2 separate regions of the Macaca mulatta genome follow, and region 2 is linked to region 1. Evidence: chromatin contacts called from public Hi-C data. All regions are on one chromosome and are shown on one strand. The core of a region is the stretch at or near the end of the contact, and the rest is flanking DNA. Distances in the headings are between cores, read along the strand shown. Region 1 overlaps FTO (FTO alpha-ketoglutarate dependent dioxygenase). Region 2 holds the start of LOC144337759.

Region 1 (4,411 bases), core at 1,065-3,564:
GCTACTCAAATCTTCCTATTTGGTACAGTGCGGAAATTTGGCAAAGGTTCCACAAGATCAATACTATTTTCATAACAATACTGTTATTTGCTGTGTGGACATTTCCACTGATGGTTTAAAAGAATGCTGGGTAAAACTGCAGGTGCCTTGTCACTAATCAAGCCAGTGGTACCCAACTAAACTAGTATTCAGTTTTTTTAATATCTATATTTAACTGACAAGTAATACATATTTATGGAGTACAATGTGATGTTTCCGCATTTGTACACATTGTGGAATAATTAAGTCAAGCTAATCAACTTATCCATCACCTCACATACTTTGTGATGAAAGCATTTAAAATCTATCATTTTAGCAATTTTGAAATATACATTATTTTTAACTATAGTCAGCAGGCTATCATAATAGACCTCAAAAACTTACCAGTCACTGTGTTCTTTACCACGCATTCCATTTAAAAGAGAAAGAAGAGAAAGGAAGTTAGTTTCACTTAAGCATGTCCTCAGTAAGGCAGGAAAAATCATCAATTCTATTAAATCTTGAGCTTTAAGTAGCTATCTTTTTACTATACTGTGTGACAAATTAGGAAACATACATAAAGTACTTCTGATAAATACCAAAGTAAAATGGTCATCTCAAAGAAAAGTACATGTGTGATTTGAGTTCTGGGCTGAATTTGCCCCACAGAACACCATTTTTACTTGAAAAAAATAGCTGACTGATATTTTTCTGGTTAATCAGACTTGAGTATTTGACAGACATTTCTCAACAATTAATAAAGTGAGCTTGCCACTTCAAGAAAAACAACTGACCATATTTGCTACCAATGATAAACTTCAGATTGTCAAGAAAAATCAGACATTTAGAAAATTTATATTTGCTACCTTGAGCTTGGGGCTTCCCAATACTTAAAGACTTGTACCATAAGATCAGTGGTGATACTGATGAGTGTAACCTTTTTTTACATTATATAATGAAATGCATCAACATTTGGAAGATCTGTATAACTCAGTGACATGATAATTTTCCAAATGATCAAAACGTAATGTTACAAAATCATTTGAATGTAAAAGATGCATTCGAAGTGCAAAAGAGATAAACAGATTTTAATATAACAAAGTAGGAAACGTTAATTAAGATAGCTTGAGATTCCACCCTGCAAGTAACCTTTAAGAAATTATCACTTGTCTAAAGAAAATGGAATAATATTCAGCCTTACAAAAGGAAATTCTGTCATCTGTGACAGCATGGATGAATCTTGAATCTAGAGGGCATTATGCTAAGTGAAATAAGCCAGGTACAGATCTCCCTAAAATATGCAATCTAAAAAAGTCAAACCCATAGAAGTAGAGAGTAGAACAGTAATTGTCAGAGGTTGGTGGGATAGACCGGAGAAAGGGGAGATGTTAGTCAAAGGGTAAAAAATTCAGTTTGACAGGACACCTAAGTTCTAGTGGTCTGTTGCACAGCATGCTGACTAGTTTACAGTAATGTATATTTCAAATTTGCTAAAATAGTAGGTTTTAAGTATTCTCACCACAAAGAAATAATAAGTATGTGTGGCAATAGGTATGTTAATTAGCTTGATTTAATCACGCCACAATGTGTGCATGGAACATCACAACATGCCCCATAAATATAGATAATTATTGTCAATTAAAAACAAAAATGTTTTAAAATAGAAGCTATCACTTGACAAGTTTGGGAATAATATCAAAGAAAAATATCAACATTTAATAGCTGAAGAAGCAATTAAAATACTCCCTTTTTCCATTACTGTCTGTGTGAGGCCAGATTTTGTTCATATAGTTCAACCAAAACAACGTATTACAGCGACTAAACAAAAAAGTGTAAGAATCAAGCATCAAGCTAGACAGGAAAGAGATCTGCAGAAAAGTAAAACAATGGCACACTTCTTGCTAATTTTTTACAGTGGAAAAGAGTTATTTTTCATAAAAAACATTACATTAACTTGTAATGAAAGGGTGTTGCTATTTTTAAATCAATAAAGGCTTTTTAGTTCCTAGTACAGTAAATATTGATAGGTATAACCCATATAAACAAAAGATTTTTGGGTCCTCAATAATTTTTAGGAGTAAAAAAGGGTCCTGAAGCCAAAAAATTTGTGAACTTCTGGCCTAAAGCAAATACATAATAGCTGCCTTCTCACACACACAAAAAGCAGAAAGAAGCCAAAGTGAATTTCTTTGGGCTTTATTGTGTAATTCGCTTAAGGCCCATGGGCCTTACTAATTTGCATGTCTGATTTACTCAGAATCCTTCTTCCTCCTCCTCGCTGGCGAGAAACCACAGACAAATTCCATTGCTATTTCACAACCCACACTTCAGCAAACTGCAATGCAGGGGTATGGACATGGAGCTCATCCAGCCTGGCAAACGGGGATAAGGAGCTCAACTCCAGGGTTTTCCTTCCCAGGGCCCTTTTCAAACACTAAATCCACAAAACTCAGCATTAGTTTGCTCAAAGCAAATAGTTAATTTGTCCTTTCAATGGTAATCAAAAGGACAAAATCACACAGCTAGAGTACCGCTTCAGCCCCCAGACTGACCCTCCACCATCCCCTTTTTCCCATGCAAGTAGATGTCTAAACCATGAAAAATCAACAAATCAATCCACAACAAATATTTACATTGTCTACATAAAAAGGAGTGGAAGGTATACAGTCATAAAAAGAAAACTAACAATACAGGTAATAAAATTAAAACGCCTTAGTAAACCATGCTGTAAGTATGAAGAAGGAGAAAAAAACTGTGCCTAAGCGATCAAAGGAATAAATAAATGAGAAAAGAAAACAGACTATTAAAAGCAGGCAAAAGGATAGCAGAGCTGAAAAGTTAGTAAAGGACAAGACACTCAGACATCAGTGATTAGACCTTTTGGCTAAAATTCAGTTCCAGCAGGGGGAAAATGGAAGATAAGGCTGGAATGATAGATTGCACCCTGATTATGGTAGGTCCTGAAAGTCAAGCTAAGGAGTCTGGATTCTATCCTGCATGTAATGAGGAGCCTCAAAAAGCTTTTGAGAAGGACAGGGAGCACAATGGAAGCATGTTTGTTATTTGTTGTTCTGATTTTTAAACACCAATCTACTTATAATATGGTTACAGTGAAAGAAACCAAAGGCCAGATAAAGAGACCACTGCAAAAGCCCAGGCAGAGAGGAGCTGGACCTGAACAAGAAGACAGCAATGGAAATGAATAGGAATCAAGAGTTACAGATAGGTAGGTGGATCTGAAATCTAATATGGTACCAAAACACATGACTAGGAAAGGTGGGGCCATACAAAGAAATAAGGAAGTCAATGTCATTAACACATCTACTGAGGGTCCAATAAACTAGCTGCTGTGCTGGACAGAAAATGCAATACGAGTCGGAGGTAAAGATATTTTATTTTAAACATGCTGGGGGAAGAGGTAGATAAGGTGGTACTCAGCACCCTTCCAATCTCCTCTTATTGTGCCTTCCTGTAGAGCAGAGGATGAAAGGTAAACACTATATTTCTCAGACCTTTTTGCAGCTAGGAGTTCTGGATGAGAAATAAGTTTCATCAATTTAATGGCGGCATGTGAGAATCAGAAGTCAAAAATAAAATGGAGGCCATCACCTTGACTGTTTCAACTTTTTTCGCAGGCAACATAGTCATGAGGCAGTAACATTCCAGAATCTGGCCATTCACTTTGTAGTTCTCAAATGCCAGTTTTAATGGTGGTACCTTCCTGATCCCAACTACAACTATGGTTGTGTGTTCTTACAAATCAACAGTTCTAGGAATGACTCCTGATTCTTAGCCCTTCCCGAGTGTGATGGATGAGCGGCTACCCTGGCAAGCCAGTCTGTGATATTGTTTCAGAAGCCCATCTCTGGAGGCTCCACCTTCAGCCCATTTCTCTGGTCCTCCTAATGACTTTATATGAACCTATTTTCCTATCTCACATAGTTTCTGTTTCCTAAAACTAAATCCAGCCATATATAAAGGGCTTAAGTAAAAGCAGAATAACCAAGTGAAAATAGTTGATACACAGTTAAAAGAATGGAACTTAAACCTTGGAAACAGGGCCAGGCCAGAAACAGAGCCAGGCCACAGTGTATGAAAATAGGTACTATCTACACAGATGTAGAAGTCTGAGCCCTCCAACTACGTTAATCTATCCTCTGGAATTTCTACAACTCACCTTGGAATCAACAAAGAAAAATCCTCTTAGCTTTTTTTAGGTAATTATAGCAACATTTTACATTTACCTGGAGCTTTGAATATAAGCAAAGGTATATTGAGGAGTTATTGTTTCACTTTTACCTGATGTAGGAGACACAAAGGGGTGGGTATTATAATCTCCATTTTAAGAAATAAGAGATTCAAAGCACAGAGAAGGCAAACAGTTTGTCTAAGG
Region 2 (4,447 bases), core at 563-3,062, 500 kb before region 1:
GGCCCGGGGGCCGGGCCCCCTCTCCGTCCGTGCCCCGCGGGCCACCATGTCCTTCCCCCAGCTGGGATACCAATACATCCGCCCGCTTTACCCGTCCGAGCGTCCGGGGGCCGCTGGCGGCAGCGGCGGCAGTGCGGGGGCCCGGGGCGGCCCGGGTGCCGGAGCCACAGAGTTGGCCGCCTCGGGGTCCCTGTCCAACGTGCTCTCGTCCGTGTACGGGGCGCCCTACGCCGCGGCCGCGGCGGCCGCCGCCGCCCAAGGCTACGGCGCCTTCCTGCCCTACGCCGCGGAGCTGCCCATCTTCCCACAGCTGGTAAGAGCCCGCGGAGCCAGGGAAGGAGGGGTTGGCGCTGGGGCGCAGGGCGAGCTGAGCGCGCGGGGTTCGGACTAGAGGGGTGCAGGCCAGGAGGGGGGAGGCAGCGACGGCTGGGGCTCACCCGCGCTCCCTCCGCGCGTGTTCCTTCCTTCTCCATGTGCCTACAGGGCGCGCAGTATGAGCTGAAGGACAGCCCCGGGGTGCAGCATCCGGCCGCGGCTGCCGCGTTTCCGCACCCGCACCCCGCCTTCTACCCGTATGGCCAGTATCAATTCGGGGACCCGTCCCGTCCCAAGAACGCCACCAGGGAGAGCACCAGCACGCTCAAGGCCTGGCTCAACGAGCACCGCAAGAACCCCTACCCCACCAAGGGCGAGAAGATCATGCTGGCCATCATCACCAAGATGACCCTCACCCAGGTGTCCACCTGGTTCGCCAACGCGCGCCGGCGCCTCAAGAAGGAGAATAAGATGACTTGGGCGCCTCGCAGCCGCACTGACGAGGAGGGAAACGCTTATGGGAGCGAGCGCGAGGAGGAAGACGAAGAGGAGGACGAGGAGGATGGCAAACGCGAGCTAGAGCTGGAGGAGGAGGAGCTCGGGGGGGAGGAGGAGGACACGGGGGGCGAGGGCCTGGCGGACGACGACGAGGACGAGGAGATCGATTTGGAGAACTTAGACGGCGCGGCCACCGGGCCTGAGCTGTCCCTGGCTGGGGCGGCGCGCAGGGATGGCGACCTCGGCCTGGGACCCATTTCGGACTCCAAAAATAGCGACTCAGAAGACAGCTCTGAGGGCTTGGAGGACCGGCCACTACCGGTCCTGAGTCTGGCTCCAGCGCCACCACCAGTGGCCGTGTCCTCACCGTCTCCGCCCTCGCCCCCCGTGGGCCTGGACCCCTGCGCTCCCGCACCAATCCCCGCCTCCGCCCTGCAGAAGCCCAAGATCTGGTCCCTCGCGGAGACTGCCACAAGCCCGGACAACCCGCGCCGCTCGCCTCCCGGCGCGGGGGGGTCTCCCCCGGGGGCAGCGGTCGCGCCTCCCGCCCTGCAGCTCTCTCCGGCCGCCGCCGCCGCCGCCGCTCACAGACTGGTCTCAGCGCCGCTGGGCAAGTTCCCGGCTTGGACCAACCGGCCGTTTCCAGGCCCGCCGCCCGGTCCCCGCCCGCACCCGCTCTCCCTGCTGGGCTCGGCCCCTCCGCACCTGCTGGGACTTCCCGGAGCCGCGGGCCACCCGGCTGCCGCCGCCGCCTTCGCTCGGCCCGCGGAGCCCGAAGGCGGAACAGGTGACTGCTGAGCGCTGGACGCGGAGCGGGGGCGGGCTCTGCGGATAGTGCCGGAGCTGGCCGGGAGGGGCAGGGTCCGGGAGGCGCAGGGCGCGTCCCTCTCCGCTCCTGCTTTCTGCGGCCCTGGGCGCCGGAACCGAGCGCTCTAAAGGCCCTCCTTTTTCTTCCCCCGCTTCCCTTAGATCGCTGTAGTGCCTTGGAAGTGGAGAAAAAGTTACTCAAGACAGCTTTCCAGCCCGTGCCCAGGCGGTAAGACCCCGAGGTTGGGGGGCTGGAGGGACTGACAGGAGGGGAAAGGAGAGAACGTGGAGCACCACGCACGGCCTTTTGCCCGGGAATAGCATGGAACCCTGCTGGGACGCATTTTGTAAAAGGGGACGAAAGTCACTTCTTCGGTCGCCCCTGTAGGCCCTGCGACAGCTCTCCAGGTCCAGCCCAGGCACCCCAGGCGCGGCCGGTGGGTACAGCGCCTGTACCTTCTAGGGGAAGCCTTGCGTGGCTGGGCCCACAGGCCACTGGGGCGGGTGGCGGCTCTCTGATGCTCACCTCTTTCCAGCCCCAGACCTCGGGTCCTGACGCCTCGTGCCCACCCTACAGTTAAACCCCCAACACACACATCTACAACTGGACATAATTTTACATTGCGACACCTTCCTGACTCTCGGCCCCAACCCAAGTAGGATCTCCCGGCCCTAGGCCGCCTCTGCGCTCCTGAATCTCACCTTTTTTGCTATTACTGTCTCTCTCTTCCAGGCCCCAGAACCATCTGGACGCCGCCCTGGTCTTATCGGCTCTCTCCTCATCCTAGTTCTTTAAAAAACAAAACAAAACAAAACAAAAACTTTTTTTAATCGTTGTAATAATTGTAAAAAAAAAATCGCTCTGTATAGTTACAACTTGTAAGCATGTCAGTGTATAAATACCTAAAAGCAAAACTAAAAAAAAGAAAGAAAAAAGAAATAAAACCAGTCCTCCTCAGCCCTCCCCAAGTCGCTTCTGTGGCACCCCGCATTCGCTGTGAGGTTTGTTTGTTCGGTTGATTTTGGGGGGTGGAGTTTCAGTGAGAATAAACGTGTCTGCCTTTGTGTGTGTGTGTATATATACAGAGAAATGTACATATGTGTGAACCAAATTGTACGAGAAAGTATCTATTTTTGGCTAAATAAATGAGCTGCTGCCACTTTGACTATAACCCGCCTGTCTGCCCCCTCGACGGATCTGTTTGGTGTTTTTTTGTTTTTGGGGTTTTTTCTCCCCTTGGTTGTTTGAAGAATTCGCGGGAAAGGACGAGAGACGAATCAGGACCGAGTAGTCAAACGACAGCAATAGCTGAGGGGGCGCAGAAGTGGCGGGGCTGGGGGCGCCGCAGCAGGAGAAGTGGCTGGAAAAGCACCTGGGGCGGCGGAGAGAACGGGAGCAGGAGACAGGTGGGAGACCCCGACAAGATTCTTTGCTAAGAGCCAGGAATCTGGGCCCGACCCACAGTTCTACGGGAGCAACCGCGGTGGCTTGGATCCTTCTCTGGCGACCTTGCCAAAAGATTTAGAGAAGGGTCTGGACACAACGGGGTTAGCCTGCGCGGGTGGTGGGGGCGTGTTCTCATCACTCCCCCCCGCCCCGCCCCCGTCCCCATTCTTTGATCGACACAATTGAGGCTTTCTCAGTGTTACCTATAAGAGGTTGTACGAGCCCAGATTCCATCCTCCTTCCAAGCCGGTTGCACCCCTTCTGTCTTTATAAATGCCAGGGTGTGGGGTGACGGTGGAGGCAGATATGGAGAAGAGGGGAGCCTAGGGGTACATATCAACCCTCTAGATGATGTGTGACTGCCCAGCTCTAGTTGAGAGTTGGGAGCCCGGGTCCTGGCAGCATCTGTGCGTCTTGGCACCCTGGTGGGTTTTCCCACGTGCCCTAGAAGAGGCATCCTGCTAAAGTCCCGGCGCAGGGGTTGCGGGGGTGTCAGACCCGCAGCACCTTTCCAGCCGGGATTCCGGCTCCAGGCGGGCCTGGGGTGGGCGGGCCGGGGGAGGCAGCTGGGAAATTTGGGGCTGGAGCTCCCTCTACAGGACAAAGGGGACGCTCGGCGCCTCGCCTCCCTGGCCTCTCCACCCTGCCGCGCGCCGCGCCCCCTCCGCACCCTCTTTTTCCTCTCGCAGTCAGCCAGCCAGCCTGGCCCAAGTTTGACTTGAAGAAGCTGTAGGGAGTGTTTGGGCGAGTGACACCTCGGGGTAAGAAGGAGAGACACATTTTTTTTGCCCCCTCCCCACGTTACTAAAGGTACGGTGTGGCCAGATGCGGGGTGTTTGACCCTCACAGTGGCGCGGTGTGGCCAGATGCGGGGTGTTTGACCCTCAGAGTGGCGCGTGTGACTATCTCCCGCGTTCCAGGGAGGTATGGGAAGCGCGCACATTCCCCGAAGCCACGGAACAAGACACGGCTCAACATTGCACAACTTCGAGACCCGGCGGTAGCAGAGCGGAGCCCGACAGGACTGGGCCGTGCGGGCCCAGCGGTCAGCGCCGCGCCTCGGGAGTCCCTTCCGCGAAGGGGGCGATCAAGGTGCAGCGGCGCCCCATGGGCGGGTGGGGAGGGGGCTGTGTCGGCCTCTGTGTCACTCTGCGAGCGCACAGAGGGCTGGCGAACCGCTAGTGGACACCCGGCAAAGCCGCTCCTCCGCTGGCTTGCTCCTCCAGCCCCTTCCTCAGAGGCCAAAGAGACGTCTCCTTGGCTCCCCAGCGTTCCCTCTCTTTGTTAACGGTGTTTCTGGGGTTCAGGCTCCTTCCCAGTTCGTAAGCTCAGACTGAGGTTTCCCTCTGGCCCTGCTCACAGCGCCCCCAGACGTGGAGC

What was found. Hi-C and Micro-C count contacts between places; a contact is called where the count stands out from the background.
Region 2: a Hi-C map of fetal cortex germinal zone shows a contact between it and region 1, with 2.5 times the contacts expected there. The contact joins the promoter of LOC144337759 here to the enhancer-like site in region 1. A contact is called at or near these places in 4 of 14 Hi-C or Micro-C datasets (blood, fetal cortex germinal zone, fibroblasts and 1 more).

The regions. Positions count from the first base shown.
Region 1 is chr20:49,253,349-49,257,759 of T2T-MMU8v2.0, reverse strand. The region is part of intron 1 of FTO (FTO alpha-ketoglutarate dependent dioxygenase); the gene reads right to left. Among named protein-coding and RNA genes, the nearest start is that of FTO, 73 kb to the right of the region's middle. Within about 2 kb of position 2,314, at least 2 of the 40 cell types and tissues checked have an H3K27ac peak or open chromatin away from gene starts, as enhancers often do.
Region 2 is chr20:49,757,188-49,761,634 of T2T-MMU8v2.0, reverse strand. LOC144337759 reads right to left here and starts at 1,812. Exons shown (of 2, transcript XM_077984760.1): 1 at 1,519-1,812. It overlaps IRX3 (iroquois homeobox 3), which reads left to right. Exons shown (of 4, transcript XM_015126150.3): 1 at 1-313; 2 at 484-1,600; 3 at 1,783-1,849; 4 at 2,354-2,792. The coding sequence starts at 47. The coding sequence ends at 2,408.